Linked DNA regions of Mus musculus: regions 1 and 2 are each linked to region 3. A link is a contact called in public ChIA-PET data. All regions are on one chromosome and are shown on one strand. Each heading gives the region's core, a stretch centred on a gene start, on an enhancer-like site or on the middle of the called end of the contact. The rest is flanking DNA. Distances are from core to core; before and after follow the strand shown. Region 1 has its middle 16 kb from the start of 4930428O21Rik. Region 2 overlaps Rpap2 (RNA polymerase II associated protein 2). Region 3 overlaps Dipk1a (divergent protein kinase domain 1A).

The links. ChIA-PET counts read pairs in DNA pulled down with a chosen protein or histone mark.
Region 1: a contact with region 3 is called in an RNA polymerase II ChIA-PET map of effector CD8 T cells, with 9 read pairs. The contact joins two enhancer-like sites. A contact is called at or near these places in 3 of 115 datasets of contacts at active chromatin or transcription factors (effector CD8 T cells, pancreatic cancer cells and thymic regulatory T cells).
Region 2: an RNA polymerase II ChIA-PET map of effector CD8 T cells shows a contact between it and region 3, with 8 read pairs. The contact joins two enhancer-like sites. A contact is called at or near these places in 3 of 115 datasets of contacts at active chromatin or transcription factors (effector CD8 T cells, embryonic stem cells and memory CD8 T cells).

Annotation. Positions count from the first base shown.
Region 1 is chr5:107,684,661-107,689,686 of GRCm38.p6, forward strand. No RefSeq gene overlaps it. Among named protein-coding and RNA genes, the nearest start is that of 4930428O21Rik, 16 kb to the right of the region's middle. RefSeq lists an enhancer at 2,102-4,329. Within about 2 kb of position 3,476, at least 218 of the 459 cell types and tissues checked have an H3K27ac peak or open chromatin away from gene starts, as enhancers often do. A contact at or near this core is called in effector CD8 T cells and thymic regulatory T cells, where this site is marked.
Region 2 is chr5:107,648,847-107,653,819 of GRCm38.p6, forward strand. All of the region lies in intron 11 of Rpap2 (RNA polymerase II associated protein 2), which reads left to right. Among named protein-coding and RNA genes, the nearest start is that of A930041C12Rik, 17 kb to the left of the region's middle. Within about 2 kb of position 1,750, at least 39 of the 459 cell types and tissues checked have an H3K27ac peak or open chromatin away from gene starts, as enhancers often do. A contact at or near this core is called in effector CD8 T cells and memory CD8 T cells, where this site is marked.
Region 3 is chr5:107,959,794-107,964,521 of GRCm38.p6, forward strand. The region is part of intron 1 of Dipk1a (divergent protein kinase domain 1A); the gene reads right to left. Among named protein-coding and RNA genes, the nearest start is that of Dipk1a, 25 kb to the right of the region's middle. Within about 2 kb of position 1,323, at least 156 of the 459 cell types and tissues checked have an H3K27ac peak or open chromatin away from gene starts, as enhancers often do. A contact at or near this core is called in effector CD8 T cells, memory CD8 T cells and thymic regulatory T cells, where this site is marked.

The sequences.
Region 1 (5,026 bases), core at 2,226-4,725, 270 kb before region 3:
CTGTGTGAACTCTGTTGTGTGGATTCACACAGTACTGTGTACTTGAACCCTACTCTAGTACTCAATATGTGACTGAGTGAGGTAGTGAATCCTCAACCCTCTCACCTGCAAAACAGGCACAGAAATGGACGACAACATGATGAACGTGCACACTCTTCATCAATGTTGGCGCCTCCTTCATTTCATGCCACCAGCTCCTTCTCCTACCCTTAGGACCCTTTCATCCACCAAATAACCTCTCTCCTGCTGCTGTGTACTGAACTGTCAGAAGCTGCAGTCCTGTCTTCTAAAACCAGACATTTACACTTCAGAGACGGAGAATCAGTCAGTAGTCAGAGCCCTGACCACTCACAGCCCCGTAATGAGTATTGCCTGTCAGGTCTTACACTAAGTGCAAAGAACAAAGGAGATGAAGCCTCCTTCATGCAGCAACACTCTATTGAGGGACACAGGACAAGCAACTCAAAACAAAGCTAAGAGATGGTTCAGCTGATCTCCAGAATCCACCCAGAAAAGTAAGTGTTGGTGCACACCTGTAATCCCAGGGCTTGGAAGGGAAAAACAAGTGGATCCCTGGGACTCACTGGTCAGCCCAATTAACCGTAATCAACAAGCCCAGGTCTTAGTGAAAGACCCCTAAGAAATGACAGAGAAGGTGTCCCCTGAGCTTCACACAAGAGAAGTAAAGTCTAAGTCGTGAAACAAAGGCTGTTGATATTAGTCGCAAGTTCAGGAAGTGTAATTCTGTCTATAAAACATGTGTTTACACTTCTCTGATGTGTGTATGTGTGTGTTGTGTCTGCAATGTGTACATTGCTTTGTTCACCCATAGGGCACTTGTGGAGGAAGCTACAAGCTGTCTTTCTCAATTGCTCCTCCTCCTGCTTTTGTAGACAGGTCTCTCTCTCTCTCAACTTGGAGCTTCTTGTTTCAACTGGGTTGGCTAGTGTCTTAGCTAGGTTTTACTGCTGTGAACAGACACCATGACCAAGGCAACTCTTTTTTTAAATTAGGTATTTTCCTCATTTACATTTCCAATGCTATCCCAAAAGTCCCCCATACCCTTCCCCCCACTCCCCTACCCACCCATTCCCACTTTTTGGCCCTGGCGTTCCCCTGTACTGAGGCATATAAAGTTTGCAAGTCCAATGGGCCTCTCTCTGCAGTGATGGCCGACTAAGCCATCTTTTGATACATATGCAGCTAGAGTCAAGAGCTCTGGGGTACTGGTTAGTTCATAATGTTGTTCCACCTATAGGGTTGCAGATCCCTTTAGCTCCTTGGGTACTTTCTCTAGCTCCTCCATTGGGGGCCCTGTGATCCATCCAATAGCTGACTGTGAGCATCCACTTCTGTGTTTGCTAGGCCCCGGCATAGTCTCACAAGAGACAGCTATATCTGGGTCCTTTCAGCAAAATCTTGCTAGTATATGCAATGGTGTCAGCGTTTGGAGGCTGATTATGGGATGGATCCCTGGATATGGCAGTCTCTAGATGGTCCATCAACCAAGGCAACTCTTATAAGGACAACATTTAATTGGGGCTGGCTTACAGGTTCAGAGGTTCTGTCCACAATCATCAAGGCGGGAACATGGCAGCATCCAGGCAGGCATGGTGCAGGAGGAACTGAGAGTTCTACATCTTCATCTGAAGGCTGCAAGGAGAAGACTGGCTTCCAGGCAGCTAGGATGAGGGTCTTAAAGCCCACGCCCACAGTGACACATTCCAACAAGGCTACACCTACTTCAACAGGGCCACACCTCCTTAATAGTGCCACTCCCTGGGCCAAGAATATTCAAACCATGACAGCTAGACACCAAGCCCCCAGGATCTGCTTGTCTTTGCCCCCAGAACTGGGATTACAGAACTATGACACTACACCTGGTCTTTAATATGGGTACTGGCAAACTAAACTCCAGGATCCATGTTTATACGGCAAGTTCTCTTCTAACTGAGCCATCTCCCTAAGCTCCCCCAAGTTTCTTACTAAAAATATTCATGACTCTTACATAAAAAACAAAACAAACAAACAAACAAAAAACTTAAAAGAGGTTGATGATGAGATTGGGAGAAATTATTAGCCTTGAGGAAAATATGGCCAGAGCGCTGAGGAAGAATTCAGCTTAGGGAGGGAAAGGACACCCTGAAAATATAAAGAAGTGGGGGGATCTGGAGATGAAGGTCCCAGGTGAGGATGGTGGAAATGGGAACTGGTCACCAGCACAAACCACAGCAGGAAGAGCTGGAAAGGTTTCCAGCAGCTGCTGTGGGGATTCAGGAAGTCAATTAGCAGTAAGAGAAGACAGCAGAGGGGGCTCCAAGGGAGGACCCAGCTACCACGAGGAGTAGGATCTGATCCTGCTGCCAGTAAATGTTTTAGCTGCAGCCAAAAAAGATCTATATGGCCTAGCTAGATCCATCCACTCTGCACAGGTTTAAGGCAAAGCCTGGAGTCTGGATGCCTGGGATTCAATCTGATTTCTAATTTCAGGAGAACTTGTAAAGGTTTTATTTATTGACTTTTGCTAACACTTTTCAAGAATACCCTTCCCTAGGTGGGTGTAGTAGGCACATCGTTAATATTTTACAGGAGCCACGATGAACAAAATGTGAGCATTTAAAATAAGGATGCATCTGACTCTACAGCTGTACAACCCTAATATCATCCATCACACCGTAGTCCCGCCCTCCAACTCAGTGGGGGAGGAAACAAATTAAAGCAACAGATTACAAGCATATCACTGCAGGGCTGAGTGTTTAACATGCTACCACATATTTGGTTTCTGTTCTTTTAAATGCTCACTTGAACTATATGTCCAAAGAATTGTAGGTCTCGAGTAGGCCAAACCAAGGGTTGGAGGTTTCCCATCATGGTCTCCACATGGGCTCCTTTGTTTACACCTAAGCTATCCTGCCACAATAAAGAAATGTATATCTAATATATCCTTGACCTAATCCACCTTTTCCTAGCACCAAAGCCCACTTTGTAACTCTTCCTAAAATGTGCCCACGTGTGTAGGAAAATCCTGACACAATGGAATCTCTTCCCAGGAGGAAGTCTCAGAGGGTACTTCAGACAAACCTGGCCCCTCAAACCAAACCTGTCCCAGGTTCTCCGAAGCCTCCTTACCCTTCCTCCTGACTCCACACGTGACCACGTGTACTTGCCTAGCAGAGGTTGGGGGGGGGGGAGAACAGAAACAATATCTGCTAAAAATAAAACTGAAAATAAACAAAAGTGCAAGCACGAGCTTTACAGGATGGCAACGGGGCATCACGCGCGCCTCACCTCGAAACCAGCCTCGCGGAAGCTGAAGTCCAGCCATGCGCTGCACACACGAAGCTACGAGCGGGCCGCGCTGGGGCTCATGGGGGAAGTGGGCGGGGCGTGGGAGAAGGGGCGGGGCGCTGCAGCAGCTGCGCCGGCCTTGAGTGGAAGCTGGGGACCCGCCCCGCTTCACGCCCGCCTACTTTGCAGCCATCGACCCTGCAAATATTTACCTTGGGATCCGAGAGACTGAAAATATCTAGCCGGAGCCAGATGCGTCGCGTGTCTGTCCCTGAAATATTAGCCAAAGGAGTGATTTAACAAAATCAAATGGCGGGTGGGGCGCCTGCCTGGCGGAGCTGTTGACTTTGCGCCAGCTCTGGTGGAGCAGCCGGTGCTGCGAGTGATTCCGGAGAATGCCAACAGCTGGGAAGCAGGCCAGACCGCGGAGGCAAAGGGTCTGTTTTGGTTTGGGGCGGATCGTTTTACATAAATCAGAGATGTGGATATACACCTTCCTTAGAGGCTCTTAGAAATGCTCTCAAAACAGCCCTGGGGCAGTACACCCGGAGGTGGTTTTGTCTTTCTTGGCTAAAGAAAGAACACTTGCGAACTGACAAGTCTGAGAAATCCAAGTGGGAGCGATGCTCAGGTCCCTTCTGAAAGCCAGCTGCTGGGCTGTCCTGCCAGCGCACTGGCTAGCAGGGTTCACTAGCTCCGTTTACAGTGGACAACCTGCGAGTGAGGGCCATGAGACTCACTACCTTCCAGGGCTGCTTTGTGACAGTGAGTGAGCTTCTCACGGATCGGTTAGTGCCATGGTAGTGTTGAAACAAGCTGTTTGTGAGGGAAGACTTCAAATGCAACTCCACAAACCTTTAGCGAAGAATCCAAAGGGGATCATTTGATGACATCTTCGAACATAAAGAAAATACAAGGCATGAGCAAGAACAAATAACTCCTCCCTGTAAAAATAAATAAATAAAAGATATATCAGGGGTGTGGCCTCAGTGGATGGCGCTACCCTGACACAGGCAGAAACACACTCACAGGAGGCAAGCTGAGCTCCACTCCAGAGAATTCCCCAATCCTAGTTAGTGGTCTTCAGAAAATCGTAATCTGTGTCTAGTCCTCTCCTGTTTAATGGTAAAATTGAAAGCTGACGATTTTATTCGTTAGTGTTAGGGATAAAACCAGGTTCTAGTGCATATCAAATAACCATAAACTCTGACACTGAACTACAAATTCCTCAGCTCCTGGTTGGTTTATTGGGTTTTTCGTTGATGCTTTTTACATTTTAAAAACACTTAGTTATTGTGTATGTATGCATATCAGAAGACAACTTTTAGGAGTCCGTTTTCTCCTTCCGCATTGTGGTTCTGGGAATCAAACTCAGGTCCTTAGGATGAGGAGCAAGCAATGCTGAACCATCTGGCTGACCCCTGTTCGTCTCCTCCCGACCCTTGCTTCTCTGTGTTAACATAAGCCCTGTAATATGAAAACTAGAGTTACCAAAATGGTAACTCCAGCTTCTAAGTCACTTGCTATAAAAATCGCCTATTAGCTCCTGCCTCGCCTTTTCAGCACACAGCCTGTGCAAGACGGCCTCTATTCTGAGGCCACTGGCAACCTCTCACCTGGAATTCCAGGCTCCTGTTAGCTGATCAGCTTTCCAGAAGCCCAAGCAAGAGGCAAAGGAGTTTGAGGTCTATGCCCATCTCCACTCCTAGGAAGCTGGGAAGGCTTCCTTTCCCTGGGT
Region 2 (4,973 bases), core at 500-2,999, 310 kb before region 3:
TAATGGCAGACCCCATGCTTTATTTGAAGAGCATACACAAATGGCCTTTGAAAATCATGAGACCTGCTCGGTTCTTAAAATGAATCAGATGTGTGAGCTGCTGTGGTCTCGTGGTTAGAAGTGCAGACTGTGGGGATGCTTCTGGGGTTATCTGCTCGTCTGTTCCCCACTTACATGACCTTAAGAGAGTCGCTTGGGCCTCATCTTGGAGTTGACACCTGCTGCAACTTCACAGAAAGACCAACAAGTTAGTCTCATTTTAAAAAGAATCTTTTTAGAAAGTCGTAAATCACTGACTTGTGTTTGGGACCGGCTGGGGTCTGCAAGAGAATGGTACATTTCTACAGCCCACTGTGAAGTGGCTGAATGACACTCGGCTCTAACCTCTCTGTGTTTGTTTCCTTGTCGGGTCAGCAAAAGTAGCGTGCAGCAGTTGCCACAGCACATGGCCTAACCTGTGTTATCTTATAGAAAGGAGGAGGCTCTGCAGCATGGTGACTTTCTGGACTTTTAGCCCAGCTGATTGTTGTTTTCTTGTGGGGAGGAAGTCTGATCCACAGGCTAGACAAATGTTTGTGGGCTCCCTCCCTGTTAGCATTAGACTTTCTGTCTCTGTTCAAGAAGCAACACAGTAAAGGGAGTTGAAGGTGCAGGCCAGTGGCACACTTGTAACCCCAGTACTCAGGAGGCAGAGGCAGGCAGATCTCTGAGTTCCAGACCAGCCTGGGCTACATAGAGACTGACCCTGTCTCAAGAAGGAAAAAGAAAAGAAAAAAAAAGTAAGTTTATGTTAAATATGAAACCTAAAATTTGAAATTCCAACTATTTATATTCTGAAGAGCCCTAAATATACAGGCAGGATTCCTTCTGAAAAACATATACCTGATTTCTTTTTCATTTCTGAGGAAGATGTTTTGCATAACATCTGGGGTTTCTGTGAGCCCTCGGCTTTCTGAAGACATGGCATCTTGAGCTTCTGTGTTCTGGGTCACAGGGAGCCAGTGTTTTGTTTCTTTGAGTGTGAGTATAGGGTGATAAGGACAGATATTCCGGTTAGTCCTCTGTCATTTAGTTCTGGAGAGAAGGGTAGATCCTGGCTCAGTTTTTAGAACAAGATAGTCTGGTGCTGAGTCACATTTGAGAACTCTAACTTCTTTAGAGTGCCACAGTTAAACTTGCTTTAGATTTTTACCAGCACCATTCTTAGTGAAGCACTTCAGCCAAGCATCATGCCTGTAACCCAGCATTCACGAGGCCAAGGCAGGAGACTGAGCTTTGTAGTGAGACCCTATCTCATTTTAAATGTAGGTAAACCTATGAAACCTAAGACTTTCTTTGCTTTCATTTGAGTCTGTTCCCATAGACTGTCAGGTATTGTACTTGTTATTTAGGACTTAAAAATAGGGTCTTATCCTGAACCCAGGCTAGCTTAGAACTTGTGGTAGTCCTCATACCCCAGCCTCAAAAATGCTGGGATCACAGATGTGAGCCTCCACTTCAGGCTTCATGTATCTATTTACATTGCTGGCATGATAAGCACAGAATATATAAACATAGTCTGTCTTTATTTTAGGCAGAAAATTCCCTCATACCCCCTCCTTCCTAGCTCTAAGAGAAGATAGGAGGGGCAAGGGATATAGTCACTGTATCTTCATGGCCTTTGTGCCTGGTGAGCAACAGAGTGGATTCCCACCCTGCAGCAGAACTCTGTATGAACCCAGTAATTTCTCAAATCTGATAGGTTAAAGTGTGGCTTTTTGTTTCCTGTCCTTCCTCCACCCATAACCATACTGTGCTTTCTGGTGACATTTACTCTCACAGACCTTGTCACAGCTCTTTCTTCACTTAGATCACTTGTACGTGAGGGAGATGGTTGTCCAGTACCATTTGCAACAGCCCACCTGCTCTCAGAAAACTCCCTAGGAGACAGTGCTCCTGCTTCAGTGTTGAGGGTGGAGTTCTGGGATATCACTGATGCAGGTGCCCTAGATGTTTAAGAAGTGATCATTCAGACCACCGTGATCTACAGTGTTCTAGGAGTTTCCAAGTGGAGGCCCTGGTGCTTTAATGTGGTGCCATGACTGCCGCGGTAGGAATCGGAAAGGAGGAGAGCACTGAAAATCCTAGCCTGCTACTGACTTTCACTGCCGTACAGATGGATAACACAGCATTGAATCTGCTATTTAATTCTAATTGTTCAATAAACCAAAACTTGGACTCTTTATGTGGCTCTCTGTCTGGGGACAGGATGCAAACCCAGACCGCTGGGTCTTCTGAGTCTCAGTGAGCCATTTTCACAGCTCCGAGTCCTTGACTCTAATGTTCTATCAAAGATCCCTCAGTAGTCATGCCCATACTTTGAAGCTCTTCCTAGCACTGCACATAGTTCCTGTTAAGCAGGTGTTAGAACAACAAATGGCCTGTCCTAACCTGACGTGTTCTCTCCGTTTGATGTGTAACATATGTGGAGCAGTGGGCTAAAGGGCGTGTCAGGGGGATGCTGTCTGACACTTGGCTTTGCTTTGTTGTTTGCCACACAGTAAAGAACCAGCTTCAGATGTCCCTGTGTTTTCCCTGGAGTCTCCCTGAGAAGTCTCTTCCTGCTTTTGATTTTATAGGTTAATGAGTTTGCAGTACCTGTTTTCTTCGAAGTGTCACCTGCAGTCCTGCTACTGTCCCCTCTGCCCTCACAGACTTTATGTATTAACTTTTAAAACATTCACTGCTATCCACATTCTCTACCAGTGACTTTAAAGATAGAAAACACATTGTCAAATATCAACTCTGATGTGTTGCTATATCTTAAGAAGTTTTTCAGTTCATTGTTTTCTTTGGTATCCACTATTAGAAGTTTGAAGGTTAAAATAGTTACTTCAGTTCTTTCAATGCGTGATGGGTTTTTTTTTTAATTTTTTATTAGGTATTTTCTTCATTTACATTTCAAATGCTATCCCAAAAGTCCCCCATACCCTTCCCCCCCACCACTCCCCTACCCACTCACTCCCACTTCTTGGCCCTGGGCGTTCCCCTGTACTGGGGCATATAAAGTTTGCAAGACCAAGGGGCCTCTTCCCAATGATGGCCGACTAGGCCATCTTCTGATACATATGCAGCTAGAGACACAAGCTTTGGGGGTACTGGTTAGTTCATATTGTTGTTCTACCTATAGGGTTGCAGACCATGATGGGTTATTTTTAATGAAAAAGATTGAACAGGATAATTTAAACTGAGGGTAGAGCACATACCTGTATTCTTGGGAAGCTGAGGCAGAAAGATCACTTGAGTCCTGGAATCAGAATTAGTCTGGGCAACGTAGCCTATGTCAAAAAGGAGAGAAAATATATACATGGGCCTAGAAAGTCGGTTTAACAAAAGTGGGGTAAGCACTTGATAAGATCCTGCAGGTGTACTTCACAGATAACTTAGAAGTGCTTCCTCTTTGTTCATTCCCTAGTTCAGTCTTTGGGTTTGTTGTAGTTTTGAAGTAGTGACTTTAGACAGTCTCTGTATTCTGAGGCGCTCTGTTTCACTGTGTCCAGAAGCTCAATGGCAGCACAAACGAAGCAGGGGTTGAAATAGGAGTAGATCCATGGCACCAGATGGATGACCATGAAAGGAAGGTAAAGCCAGGCCATGGTGGCATACAACAGGAATCACTGCAAAGGCAGGTAGATCTCTGAGTTCAAGGCCAGCTAGGTCTACAGAGTGAGTTCTGGGACAGCCAGGGCTACACAGAGAAACCATGTCTTGAAAATCAAAAAAGAATGAGATGGGGTGGAGGAGAGGAAAAGAAGGATAAAGAAACAAGAAAAGGAAAACTCTTAAAGAGATTCAGTTATATATGAGGAATGGTGTTTATAAAGTATAAGATTTGTTTACCCTTACAGTATGCCACACATGGAAATGCCATGTGTCTATCCCAGGAGTCAAAAAGGTATCTTGTGGGGAAAAAAAAAGACAAAATCACTACATTAAAACAGAGTCTAAGAGCTGGGCATAGTGGTGCATGCCTTTAATCCCAGAAACAGATGCAAGAGAATCACTTAAGCCTGGGAGTTTGGGTCTAGCCTGAGTAACATAGTTGGTTCATGGTTATTATTCTTTTTGGAGCCAGTTGGTTGCTCTGTTGGCTGGTTTTAGGACAGGAAGTAAGTTAAAAATTACAGACACTTAGCTCTGATTCCTCTTGACAGAATCTTCACTTCCCATGAGGCAGTCCCGGCAGGAACAAAGGTGTTCTAGAGACACTTGTCCCCTCCCTTTGCTGTACTGCTGAAACAACACCCCACCACCACCACCACCACCCCCCACAAGAAGTAAGCTAATTGTCATCAAAGGTCCATGTTATAGGTCTGTAGTCACTTAACATTTCTCTTAGACACTAGGATGGGGAAGAAATATTTTCAAAGGAAAATATTAAGGTTCCTCCATCTACACTCCCTTCTGCCTATCAACCACTTACAACTTTATTTGTAGTTCTCTGAAGAAGGTATGCACCACCACACCCTCCATAGCCACTGACTTCCATGTGCCTACGTCCTCCTGCTTCAGCTCTGTCTTAGTAGTCTTTGCAGGCTTTCTCGGGAGTCATTGTCTACACACAGGTGTAATTTGATTTCAACCATTCCATTTGTATGCCTTTTGTTTTTTTTTTTTTCTCTAATTGCTCTCAGTATTTCTTGTGGAAGTACACTGAATAGGCACCCTTGTCCCATTGTTCTTAGAGGAAAGGACTTCAGATTTTAGCTTTTATTATGTTAAAGTAGCTATTTAGTATTTTTATTATGAAGGGATATGGCATTTCTTCCCATGCTATTTCTTTGACTGAAATCATAGTTTTTATCCTTCATTCTGTTGATGTGATGTCTTATTTACTAACTGGGGTGTTGGATCATCTTTGCATCCATAAGATAAAACTAAATCATGATGAATGATTTTGATATTCTATTTAATTTGTTAAATACTCTTGCATG
Region 3 (4,728 bases), core at 73-2,572:
GCCTGATGTCAATGCAGGCTGACTGACCTGATGGACTGTAACCACTACTGTGCTGCATGCTGACAGTGAGAAAGACTGAATCTGTGGGGATACAGAGTAACAGACCCTGCAGTTTACTCGGTTCTATTAAATCTTAAACTGCTGCCAAAAAAAAAAAAAATTTTTTTAATTTAGAGGTAAGGGCTGGAGAGATGGCCCAGCTTTAAAAGCCTTAACTGCTCTTTCAGAGGCCTAGGTTCAATTCCCAGCACCTCTGTCAGACAGCCCACAATTTTCTATAACGCCTGCCAGTCTCACAGATCCAGCACTCCTCTGGCCTCCATCACCACCTGTACGTGTGTAGGGGACACACACACACAAATACAGATCTTTCTCAAAAAATTAAAAGCGCAGGAGAGATGGCTTGGAGCTAAAGAGCACTGGCTGCTCTTGAAAAAGGACTTTGTAAAAATTCTGTCCCAGCACCACTATGTGGCTCACAACCATCTATGACCCCAGCTATAGGGATCCAACACCCTTTTCTGGCCTCCATGGTTAATGCAGACACACATAGATTCAGGCAAAACACTTCTATGCACAAAATAAAAATAAATAAATCTTTAAAGACATACAGCTCAGCAAGCCAAAAAAAGACAAAAAACAAAACCAAAAAAAAGGAGAAAATAATAAAGACAGAAACGAATAACACAGAAAACAACCTAAAATATCCAGGTACGGCGACACATTTCTGTAATCCCAAAAATCCCAAAAATTGTAGGGCCAGAAGGATTAGGAATTCTAGGCCATCCGTGGCCAGATAGTAAGCTGGAATCCAATTTAGGATAGGGAAGGGACCAAAATTAAAGATGGACAAAAACCTATGCTTTGTTCCTTTAAAAATTCCAAGAACAAATGGAAAGTATGAGTAATTTCTTTACCTAAGAACTCTGGAGACAAGCATGGTCAATGTATTAGTTACCTTTCTGTTGGTGTGATAAAACACCATGATCAAAGCAATTGATAGAAGTTTATTTGGGCTTATGGCTCCACAGGGATATGAGTCACCACGGTGGGGAGACATGGCAGCAGGCGGCGGGCAAGGGGGCAGGAGCAGGAAGCTGACGGAGCACATCTCGACTACAAGCAAGAAACAGAAAGTGGACTAGAACAGAGCAACACTACACACTCTCAAAGGCGGTGCCAGTGACAAACTTCCTGCAGCAAGGGGGCACTTCTTAAACTTCCCTAGACAGCATCCCAGCTAGGGATGGGGACTATGTGATCCAATGCCTGAGCCTAGTCAGCAATATACAAAGCTATAGCAAAGCCACGTGCTGTTAGGACTGAAAACTGCCCGCGGAGCGGAGCCTGGCGGTGTGGAGATAACCTCAGCATAACCCCAGCGTGCTTAAGCAGAATGCGGTGAAGTAGAACCAACTTTCAAATGGAAAAGGTCCTGGGGAGGGTAGCAATAATGTTGATATTATACACCTTCAGAAGCTACATCTTACTCACTTTTACCTTTTCACAGCAACTTACACTTAGATGCTTACAATGTTTGCTTAATTAACTTTAGATGTTTGACAATAATGAGAATAAAAAAGTTGTAAGATTCCTAAATAAATGAATGAATGAACATAGCCTGGTAAAACTGTTATTTTAGATGTGAGTGTGGAAGCTTTGAAAGGAACTCGAGGACAGAGAAACTAGTGAGGGAGCTATTGCAGCAACACAGACTGTAGGATGTGGCAATGCGCTGTAGGCAAAGTTTTAGTTTGTATAAGTGCATATGCATAGTTCAAACGCATTTCAGCGTGAGATTTCTCAGCCCTTCTTTCCACCTCAGCTCCCCTCCCCCTCAGAGTGTCTTGAGACACAGGTAGTTATGGAACAAATAAGCACCCTGCGTTCCTCTTCTTTTCCACCAAACCATTCGCCACACCACAAAATTAAACAGCCGTCTCTAGGGAAACCCATTTGCCAAGAGAGTTTCTGGCAAAAATAAATTCTGGCTTTCCTCCAGCATGCTATGTGCGGACAACGGCGGCTGTTGGAAATTGATCGCTGGCTGACTGTGGTTCCTTAGCAGTGTCAAGATGAAGGATATCAGGTGCAGACGGCCTCATGCCCAAAGACTTCTGACAACGAACTTGCCCTGCCTAACTTCTCACACTCAGCACTAATGAGGATTATTTACTGAAGAGAGGGCATAACTCTGTCCTGTTCCTGTATGCTACTGGCAAGCAAACTAAAGCAGAAAGCCCAGGTCATTTACCCCCAATCACACAGATGCCTGGTGTCAGCTCAGTAACTGCTAAACCTGTCTACCAAGCAGTACTGCCTGCCAAATGGTGAAGCAGAGAGATCAGCTAGCACACCAAGTACACTTGTCCCATCCATGGCAAGACCACGATGAGGAGACGAGCCAATAGCATGGGGCACTGTGGCTCCGTGACAGAAAACAAGGGCTGGACCTATAATATCTCTCTACTGTCAAACTCAAGTCTGCCATCAGAAGACTCAAGGTACTGAAAGACCAGTAAAAGTGCTTCCATCTGAGACTTGCCTAGCCTGCAATGGATGGGTTAATTTATGTAGCCAAAAAGAAAATAATGTTCACGTCTTTAATAAACACTTTTCATCTTAGTTATCTCAAAGGCTTGAACCATAGACTCTTCCCTATTCCGTATAACCTTTGTAAGACCTTGTATGGCCAGTTTTTGTTTGGCTTTGGGTTTTGTTTCAGACAGAATTTCACTCAAGCTAGCCTGGGATTCACTCTGTTGCCCTGGCTGAATGTGAACTGTGGCAACTCTGTCTCAGCTTTTTCAGTGCTGGAATTACAGGTATGAAACAACATGCCTGGCTCATGCTAGTCTTATTTTACCTAGTGGTGGTGATGGCAGTTGTGTATGTGTATGTGTGCGCATAATGTGTGTGCTGGGACATGCATGCCACAGGCACAGGAAGGTCCGGGGAGGACAATCTTGTGGAGCTGCTTATCTTCTTCCACCTTTACATTGGTCCTGGGGATTAAGCTTGAGGTTGCTGGTGTGGCTTAGCAAGTGCCTTTACCTGCTCATCCATCTCAGTTGACCCTCATAATAGCTTTCAAACAGATTGTGTGTTAGGATTATGAGTTCACAGCCTTCCTAGGCTATATAGTAGGACTGTATCTGAAAATACTCGAATAAATAAATAATTATGTACTTTAAGTTCTAGAGTCACAAAAAAAAAATAGAACTGGTTTAAAATCTACTAAGCAATAGTAGAGAATGCCTTTGATCCCAGCACTCTGGAAACAGAGGCAAGCAGATCTCTGAGTTCAATGCCAGCCTGGTCTATTGAGCAAGTTCCAGGACAGCCAGGGCTACACAAAGAAACCCTGTCTTAAAACAAACAAACAAAAATACAATGACAAAGAAAAATCTTCATTTGTAAACTCTGGGTGATTCTTTTTTTAAAAAAAAATTATTTTATGTGAGTATACTACCTTCAGACACACCAGAAGAGGTCATTGGCTCTCATTACAGATGGTTGTGAGCCACCGTGTGGTTGCTGGGATTTGAACTCAGGACCTTTTGGAAGAGCAGTCAGTGCTCTTAACCGCTGAGCCATCTCTATAGCCCTGGATAACTCTTTAAAACTTGTGGTCTAATAAATTTAAGAGGAGGGACATGGGAATCAAAGCCACTGACTGAGCCGATTATGGTTGGATATGAAGTGTTACCCACAAGATCTTATGTTGAATGAAGCCTTGCTCTCCTGCATGTGTCACAATTTAGGGTTAGTGCTAGAAGCTTTGGGAGGTGAGGCACAGTTATAAGTAGGGAGGGAATTCTTGGAGCCTATGTCTGGTCCTTGTTTCCTGTACCCATCTCTCTTTTCCTGACCACCATGGGATGATCAGTTTTGCTCCTTATACCTTATATCTATCTCACCAAGGCCCAGAAATAATGGAGCTGCCGATCGTGGATGGAGAGCTCTGAAACCATGAACTAAAACGCATCTTTTCTTGTTCTGAACTGCTTACTTAGTTTAGCTGTTAGTCACAACAGGGATGAAAAACTGGCTAGTACAGATTAAAAACTTACGAAACTGACCAGCTATGTAATTTGAGCTCATTTCCTCCTCACCAAAACAATAAGTAAATGGAACTAGAACCATAAAAATTAATACCATTATTTAAAATTTTATTCCAGACAACTCAAGGATAAGATCTTTACCTTATTCCCATCATCCTGTAGCCTTGCTCCATATCTGATCAGGAAATACCATCTCTATTATTTAAAAAAAATAGTTGCAGACTAAGCTCTGCATACTCTGAGAGAAAACACTAACAAAAAATGTAATACACAGTTGGTGTTAAGGAGACTTGAATCTCATCTCCTTGCACTCATTTATCCAGACAGATGGTTTTTACACCCTAAGTGTGGTGTAAGGGGAAACAGAGAAGCATAAGGATCCATCAGATCAGCTGTCTGAGTTCAATCACATCAACTACCAACCGTGGCTGTCAGATATCAGCAACCTCCATGAATTGCTCTGTCTAGAATCATTACATGCAGACCCTGGAGGATTTACATTTGATTCTGTCTAATCAATAAGTCACTCAGATCTTTGTGTATGTGTGCTTGATGTATATTGTGTAAGTGTCCACACATGCGGAGGGGAGAGGACACTTTTGGGAACAGTTTCTTATCACACCCCAAGACAGGGTCTCTAATTTCCTCTGTATTCCATATGCAA